Regions from separate parts of the Mus musculus genome. Here region 1 is linked to region 2. Evidence: chromatin contacts called from public promoter capture Hi-C data. All regions are on one chromosome and are shown on one strand. The core of a region is the stretch at or near the end of the contact, and the rest is flanking DNA. Distances in the headings are between cores, read along the strand shown.

Region 1 (4,447 bases), core at 900-3,399, 280 kb after region 2:
CTCATATGGGCTCAACTCAGGAACCTGCCAGAGGCTCCCAGTCCCAGAAAGCATCCACTGACTCAGTGGCTCTGAGTCCTTGTCTGCAGACTTGGCGTTCATGGTTGGTAAAGGGTGATGGGCTTGTTCTACTTGAGACAGAATCTCAGCATGTGACTCTGGCTGGCCTTGAGTTTAGAGATTTGCCTGCTCTGGCTCACGAATGCTAGGATTAAAGGCGCATGTCATTACTCTCAGTAGTGAAGGTTTTCTAATCATTTTATTTAAAAATACTTTGTTTGTTGTGTGCATGTGTGTGCCTGCAGCACATGTAGAGGCCGGAGGCACTTTGCAGGTCCTGGCTCTCCTCTATAGGACAGCTCCAGGGATCCAACAAACATCAGGCTTTATCCACCGAGCCAGCTCATTGGTCTACCCAAAGATGAGGTTTTTTTTTTTTTTTTTTTTTTTTTAAAGAGCTTGGGACAGGAGCTAGAGCTCCAGAGAGGGCCCAAGAGAGGGCTATGGAAAGGTTAGATTGGCTCCAATATAGGAGGAAGTCCCAAGAAAGAAGAAGAAAAAAATCCAGGTTCCTGGGGTGGAGTTGGGAGTTCACACATGGTGAGACCCTGCCTCAAAACAATAACACAACGCCTCCCCATCCCCACTCCATGTAAAATTCCCAAAAAGCTCAACTAAAAAAACTGGATGAGTCTCGAATGCCTTAGAGCAGAGATGGGAGGGAGGAAGGGCATTGCCAACAGGAACAAAGGGAGGCAAGGCAAGCACCACCCACCAGGGGACTCTGCTTTGCACTTTTTCATTCAGTTTGTGGTTGAAGCTGGGTTCATAAGTTCTTTCAACATGAGTTTAAGTTCTGTGGCTTCTCATAACCAAATATGTTTTTTTCTCAAGACCAACAGAAAAGACAGTATTTTCATTATTTGTGCAACATAGAGCCATCGTTTTGCTTTTCTTAGATAGTCTAGAAACTTTGCAGCTAGGGAGCAGTAAGATGACTTGGTGGTAAAGGCACTCGTTGTCAAGCCTGACAACCTTAATGCAATTACTGAGACTAACGGTGGAAGGAGAGCAAGTCCTATGAGTCTTCCGATCTCCAACTGCACCACGGCATGAATACTCTTCCCCAACTCCTGGAAAAAAAAAAATCCACTGGATTTCAAAAAGATAAGGTGGGGGTAGGGCCTTACATTAAAACAAGACTACAATGAATTCTTTGTTTTGGAGACAGGGTTTCTGTGTAGCCCTGACCATCTTGGACCAGAATGGCTTCGAACTCAGGATGGTCTCCACTTTTCTTGCACTGAGATTAAATTCGTGTGCCACCAGCGCCTAGTGAATAGAATGACTTCTATATAGAGAGATCAAAACAAAATCTAGCCAAGTAGCAGGCACAACTACAAATTCATTAAAGGGCCCTCTTCTGCACTTAGAAATCTCCTTAGAGAGACATACACACTTAGTACTACCTATAATTATTTTCAACATAAAAACACGCATAATATATATGGAAAAGAACTTAATGTTAACCACTAAGGGGGTATAAAAAAAAAAAAAAGGAAACTAATGACAAAGGCAGAGAAAAGAACCACTTCAGAGGTCATTGCCCTAATCCAACATTGCTGTAGAGATAAGTTTTCTACCAGCCAGCAGTTATCTGCAAATATCACGGGGCTTAATGATTACAAGCAAGCCCTGAACAAGCCCAAAAGAGATTCTTTATTTAGCTGAGGGTGACCTTGAACTTTTTCCTGGTGCTGGGTATTTTTCTGAGCCAAGAAACACGGCATTGGTCTGTTCCTCACCAAAGACCCAAATGACAAGGAGTGCGCGCCCACTAACACGTGGGGAGATACTACATCAGGAGCCTCTAACTCCTGGCCACACCCATCCAGGGCCCCACAGGTCGTTCGCCTGGCTTTACCTAAACCTCGCCTCTTGCTAGGCAACCGAATCGCCGCGGCAACCGGAACAGGAAGACGCGAGACTGCCCGGAACCGCGGAGGGCGGGCTCACGCAGCCTCTCTAGGCTCCGAGGAGACAGGGATACACAGCGTCCCGGTCGCCATGAAAACAGGCCACACCCCGGTGGCCCCGGCCCGTGCCTGCCCAGTGCGCAGACGCGCGCGCCGTTCCGCGCATGAGCAGTGAGGCTTGGAGCCCGCCTGCCCGTGTCTCCGGCGCCAGCTACGCCGCTGTGGCTGTCACTATGGCCCATTACAAAGTGAGGGGGGCGCGGCGTGGCTCGGGGCGTGCGGGCGGCGCCGGGTGGGAGTTGGGGCGTGTGCAGGGCTTGGGGCCGGCGGCGGGGCGCGCCGTCTTCCTGCTCCGGCCCCGGGCTCCGGTCCCTGACCCGCCGTGTCTCCTCAGGCCGCCGACTCGAAGCGCGAGCAGTTCCGGAGGTACTTGGAGAAGTCGGGGGTGCTGGACACGCTGACGAAAGGTGAGCCGAGGCGGGCGGCTGCAGCCCACGTCCGCGCGCTCTTGGCCAGGTGGGGCCCGCCCCGGGAGCAGCGAGGCCTTGGGGTCCCGTGGGTCGGGCGCACGCCGGCCGCGGGACTTCGCCTCGCCCCGGTGGTCGCTCTCTGCCCCGGACTGAAACTCTTGCAGCTGTTGCAAAGTCTCTCCAACTTCCGTTGCTTTCCCGCGAGCAGCCGCAGTGGACACGTTAGCAAGACCTTGAGATCCCAGTTGCTCCCTGCCGTATAGTGTGCGGGATTTTACAAATTTTTCTTTTGGACAAAGGCAACTAAGAAAATGACTGGATTTGAAAGTGGGTTATTAAATGGCTCTAGTCCCCGAAGCTGGAGATTCATAGACAGTTTGGGCTGTGGCTTTTCAACTCTTTTAGCCTATAGTAATTCCTACTTTGTGTAGATATCATAATTAAAGTGGAATTACAATTTGAAAAGTGCTTCAGAGCACATAAAAACAGCTATATTCTTTACTTTAAAACAATGGAAGCGTAAAGTGTATCCCTTCCTTTCTGGGTGTAAGGCTAGAGAGTATGGTGGTTGGAATCATAGAATAAAGCTAACTGGCCTTAACAGTATATTGAATGCCTTCTACATGGTAAGAACTCAACATTGCTTGGTGTTTTCAAGGGAATAGAATGGAATGGCTGGCAGGGATTGAAAACTTGGTCCTTTTGAGAATAGGAAGTGTCTGGGAAATAATTTGTATCTGCTTTTTAGGGAACAAAAGCTAGGGGAAAATTTGGGAGAACTTAGAAGAAAGCAGGGCTTTTAATTCTCTTACATGGATGAACTGACAAGTTAGAATTACTACTCATTTCCTTATGTCATCGGAAGTCAATGTGAGCAAAAGTATAAGGAACTACTCTGTGAGACCACTGTAGTTTGTGGCATCAGAAGTGTCACAGATGGCTTGGAATTCTGTTAAAAAAAACCCCTCATGTTTCTTTCATGTAATGATTTTACTCCAGCCGTGTGTTCTGGGCACCAAGGGGATACAGCCATGGAAATGTTCTTGCTTTTGGGAGCTTGTAGCTTAGATAGGGACACACACACACTAAAACTAGTGCCAGCTAGTGGTAAATGTCTAACTTAAACCATAGCAAGGATAAAGATGGGACATTTTACATGGAGTGGCAGAGGGAAGACCTTGAACAGTACGGATAAGTATCCTTAATCTGAAATTTTGAAATCTAAATTGCTCTCAGATTTGTAACTTACTGAGTATTGATGTGGAAAGTTCCATACTTGACTGCATAAATTATGTCAGTCAAAATTCAGGAGCCTAGGAATATGTACTTGTTCAAGATCATGTTTATATTATGTGAATAAGGTCTATATGGAATGTAAATTAATTTCATGTTTAGGCTTGGATCTCATCTCCAAAACACTCATTATGTATGAGTAGATAGTTCAACCTCTGGAGATAAACACTGATACACTTTTGGTCCCAAATAATCTGTGTGGTAGGGTCGTGGAATGAAATGGATGCAGGAGGTTGACAGGCAAGAACACTGAAAGGCAGATGGAGTACAATTGTAGATAACTGAATGCAGAGCCAATGTGCAGCCTTCAGGCTGTGTAAGAGAATGGGAACCAAATTTTACAGGATCAAACAGAGATGTTTCATACAAGTTTACATTTTTCTTTCAGCAACATTTCAGAGAGGATTTAAAGTTGTTTCTAACATGAAAACATTGTAAGAAGCCAGGCATGGTGACATGTTTTTAGTGCTCTGGTGAGGGAAAACAGATCTGCATTCACTGCTTGCCTGGAGCATGTATCAAGATCTGTTCCAAAAAAAGTAAACTATAGCTAGGCTAGAGAGATGGCTTAGAGGTAAGATTACTTGATACACAACTATAGGGCTAGAGTTCAGGTACCAGCACTCATAATAAGCCAGACAGGGTCTTGGTGTGTATAATTCTGCTAGCCTAGGTAAAAGGATGGAAGCTGGAGGCTGAGGGAGACCT
Region 2 (4,309 bases), core at 1,241-3,740:
ATATCACCACACTGGGCACCAGTTTATAATTTTTGATACTGAAAGATTTCAGCTTTCAGTAAATAAACTTGCTACAAACAGTATTTGCCTTTTGAAAAATAGATAATTATAGTATATATTTACGTAAGTAAATATCTAAAAGAAAATTTATCAAGATAAGGAAGGAGCTCAAGAAGACCCACCCCTAGCTGAGGAGTTACTTGCCGTGGGTGGCTGATAGGTGATATAAATGAAAAGGAAGATAAAAATGAACTACCAAAAGCTATGACAAGATCAAACATCACCAGAACAAAAACGAGGCTACTGAGTTCTTCAAGAAGGTCATACAAGTGAGAGTAATTTCAGTTGTGATGACAGACTGGCAATGTTTATCAAGAAGACTAAAGAAATATGAACAGAGGAAGGAGAGACAGGGAGATAAACTTATAGAAATTTTACTTAGGCTGGAAAGGAATGTATAGGTTCAATATGAAAGACAAATTAAGAATATATCTAGCAGCAAACTCCTAAAATCAGGGAAGGAGAAGGAGGCTGGCAGGGATTACAGATGAAATGACAGATAAGGTGTAGGAAGTAAAAGCTGAATGGCTGGAAGGGAGTTGACATGGTTGGGTGGGGTAGAGCTAAGGACTGTGAAACAAGTCTGGAATAGTTGCTGCAGGGAAAAGGAACTGCAATCAGCCTATTGGAATTAAAAAATCTCAGGGCAGGAGTGGCAGCCAAGTGGTGGCATTCAGGAATCTGTGAAGAAGTCAATCACTCAGAAGCTCAGCAGAGAAAATGACTCAGGGCCCAACCCTGGAGAATGGGAAGGAGAGGGTAGAAGAAAGACAGTCAGTCCAGAGGTCTCCTGTTCCAGGGCTGAAAAGGCTAGGTCAGGGAGGGAAAACACCGTAAACAAGATGGCAGACTGGGCAACAGCAGAGGTCAGGTTTCTTGGGCAAAAAAGGAGTAGGAAGTGGAAGAAAGGAGTGTGTACCAAAGCTCTGTGATCACGTCACCTAAAATCTCTTCCCCCAAAAGAAGAGGCTACCCACCTACAAGACTCAGACAGATACCAGCTTACTTCCAGCCTCTCCAGATGAGACTGGCACTGACTTGATGGATGGAGCCTGCCCTAAGCTTAACTCTGAGATGTGACTTGCACTGCACGCTGTAACACCAGTGTTCCCTTCCTTTTTTGCAGTGCTGGGCATCAAACCCAGCTTTGCAAGCATCCCACCACTGAGCGTCACACCAATCCTCTAGCTATATATATCAATAACTTGTTTGGTTTGGTTTTGAGACAGTCTCACTGTATGGTTGTGATTGGCCTGGAACTCACTATGTAGACCAGGCTGGCCTCAGACTTACAGAGATCTGACTGTCTCTGGTTATCCAGTACTGGGTTTAAAGGCTGGGCCATGTGTCATCACACCTGACCTAGGAATAACTTTTAAAATAACTTTTCTTTAGTTATGAGAAATCGTATGTTCTTGTGCCTATGTTGTTGCTGAAAATAAAGGTTTATGAACTGTCTTATGCCACCCAACTCCCTCTGGGCCTCAGAGACAATCAATGCAGACAAGAGTCACTGTCCTCAGAGCCTTGGATCTATAGCCCTTGCTAAGGTACAACAGTAAGAACAACACAAGCACAGCAGTTACACTCAACAGGGACGCAGGAGTTGGAGCCAGGTAACAAGCTAAGTAAGCCCAGGAAGAAATTGAACTTACTTCCTTTCGCTGTGAACTGTAAATCGAAGCCTGGGTGTATATATACCTTATTGTTTGCCTAGCCTGGGCAAGAGTAAAGCCCTGGGTTCCATCTCCAGCACAAGCAAAAATAAATTGGTTTTGATAGTTGAATCTAATTTTTTTTTCTTCCTTTCTTTTTTTTCTTTTTTTGGTTTTTCGAGTCAGGGTTTCTCTGTGTAGTCTTTAGTCTTGGCTGTCCTGGAACTCACTCACTCTGTAGACCAGGCTGGCCTCGAACTCAGAAATCCACTTGCTTCTGCCTCCCAAGTACTGGGATTAAAGGCGTGCGCCACCACTGCCCGGCCTGAATCTAATTTTTTAATACTAATTCTTGTTGAGTTTTCTAATTTATTTATTGAAAGCTTGCTTATTCATTTATTAGTTCTTAATCTCTTGCCTTATAAGGAAAGTCAAGTCTACAGAAACGATTTACTTATTCCCTAAGATCCAGGTTCCTAGCTAGCTTATTCTTCTAGTCCTGTACGGAGAGAAGAGGCTTGCATCATCTCACTGATGCTACAAATAAACCAGACGGTGTCACCTAAAAGTACTTTTGTCTCTTAATAGCCAATTCACTAGCTTCTTAACCTTGTTCTAAAAAGACAATGAGTGTGTGATTTCAAAAGGAAACTTCTAATATTAAAGTGTACTGACAAGACAAGAATTCAAGAGTTGGGTGGCCATCTAGATAAGCACCTGGAATCTGGCCCCCATCAGCCTAGCCTGCCTTTCCATTTGAATGGAGACAGGCCCTGGTGTGTGTGATGGAAAAAGAAACTCCCAATGTTTGTTTAATGTAACTCTAGTTCAACCTTCGCTTTGGCCACCGCCTTCCAATGCTCACAAACACTTAATTGTCCCTGAAAAGTAGGTCAGTGCCTCCTGGAACAAGCTGGAAGGAGAGCTAAGTCTCAGCCCATGATTCGAAGAGCTGAAGAGGCCCGATCTGTGTCTAGGAGACCAAAACCAACAGTGCAGTATGCCAAGAACTCTCCAGGTGCTCCAGGTGGCAACCTGGCTACTGCCATTCCGAGCCATTCCTAGGTGGTGACTCAGCAGCCTGGGAGAGAAGATGATGCCCAGAAAAAGCAGCTGGTGCTCATGTGAGTCTAAGAAATACTTGCTCTGCTCTGGTGCCTCACAAGGTATCCCTAATCATCTCTGAGTGAAAGGTGAACAGTCACAATGCAGAGTTCTTTCCATCCCTGTTTCTATGGCTCCTTCTGTAGAATACCTAGCATTGCTTGGCCATAAATGGAGTGACATGAACATCTTCCTACTTCTTCCCCCCAAATATTTTATTCAGGGCATCCAAAAATAAACACTGCCATGAGCTAGAGGTACATTCCTAAGCACTTTAAGTGGTCATTTGAGGATGAAAGGGTTAAAGTCTGGGTACAGGATACATCTTGTCCTAGGCTCAAATACCCATCCATGGTCTCCCCTAACCTTCTAACTGTCTTACTCACTAAATATAGATCATCTTTCCAAAGTCAAAAAAGGGGGACCCAGAAGAGGCGACAGAGAGATGGCAGTCTGGGAAACAGCTACCAGAAGGTCAGCTGTCCAGCTGGCTCTGGAATCTGAAAACTTCCAAACCTAACAACTGCCTTTCTCAGCAAGAATCAAAAGTATGTGCAGCAGCTGTGGAGGATAAAGGCCGCTTGCTGAGCCAGCCCCAGAAGCTAGCAGCAAACCATTTCCTTAGCCATTGTTCTCCAAAAGAAGCGAACGCTGCCAGCCACCTTAAAACCAGATACCAGAGCTAAATCTGCTGAGAGGAAGAGAAAGTTATCTCTCTGACAAACTGTGTGCCGGCACCTTGCTTTCTTGGAATTTCTCTGATAGTAAAACTCAAACCACTGACAACCCCACCTTTCTCAGCTCCCGCATGCCAGCATCTCTAGCCCCACTCACCCCTTCTCCTCCTCCTCCTCCTCCTCGTCTCACTGCCTTCCTGGTGCTCCACTGCACACCTGACCAGTCAGAATTGTACCATCTGACACCTGGATTCACAGTTTTACTCCTTATTAGTCTAAGAACTAGACCCTAAAGTTTACAAAACAAAGAACATATCTCATCACTGTTGTAGGAAAGAAAGGTCCCATACTTCAAGCACTTTACACATACTATTTCATTCGATCTTAAGAATCCTACAATGTAGATACTATCAGCAAAACATTCTACAGATGAACACCAAAGTACATGAATACTCAAGTATTTGCCCAAGTGCAGTTAGTAAGTAGCAAGGCCGAGACTCCAACCTGGACAGCCTGACTCCCATCTAACCTCAGCAACCCTCTATACCATTGGCTGCCTCATCTTAAGGTCAGTACTCTACAGCAGTGGTCCCCATCTTAAGCTCAGTACTCTACAGCAGTGGTCCCCAATTAGCAGCACCAGCAACTCTGGAAACTCAAAACAGACGCAAATTCTCAAGCCCCACCCGTGATTCGGTGCACAATGAGCCAGAACCAGGGTGGGACCCAGCAATCTTTTTAACAAGCCCTCCAGGTAGTTCTGATGCTGGTTCAAGGTGAAGAGCAACAGGGGCGGAGTCACACATTACACCG

What was found. Promoter capture Hi-C pulls out the DNA fragments that hold promoters and counts their contacts.
Region 1: a promoter capture Hi-C map of the C10 cell line shows a contact between it and region 2. The contact joins the promoter of Mycbp here to the enhancer-like site in region 2. A contact is called at or near these places in 3 of 39 promoter capture datasets (the 3T3-L1 cell line, the C10 cell line and pre-B cells), 3 of 484 Hi-C or Micro-C datasets (B cells, the G1E-ER4 cell line and olfactory sensory neurons), 2 of 115 datasets of contacts at active chromatin or transcription factors (differentiating embryonic stem cells and large pre-B cells) and 1 of 9 other capture datasets (liver).

The regions. Positions count from the first base shown.
Region 1 is chr4:123,902,864-123,907,310 of GRCm38.p6, forward strand. Mycbp (MYC binding protein) reads left to right here and starts at 2,150. Exons shown (of 5, transcript NM_019660.3): 1 at 2,150-2,224; 2 at 2,371-2,443. The coding sequence starts at 2,210. It also overlaps D130007C19Rik.
Region 2 is chr4:123,621,276-123,625,584 of GRCm38.p6, forward strand. The region is part of intron 1 of Macf1 (microtubule-actin crosslinking factor 1); the gene reads right to left. Among named protein-coding and RNA genes, the nearest start is that of Mir6398, 7.0 kb to the left of the region's middle. Within about 2 kb of position 2,491, at least 93 of the 459 cell types and tissues checked have an H3K27ac peak or open chromatin away from gene starts, as enhancers often do. A contact at or near this core is called in differentiating embryonic stem cells, where this site is marked.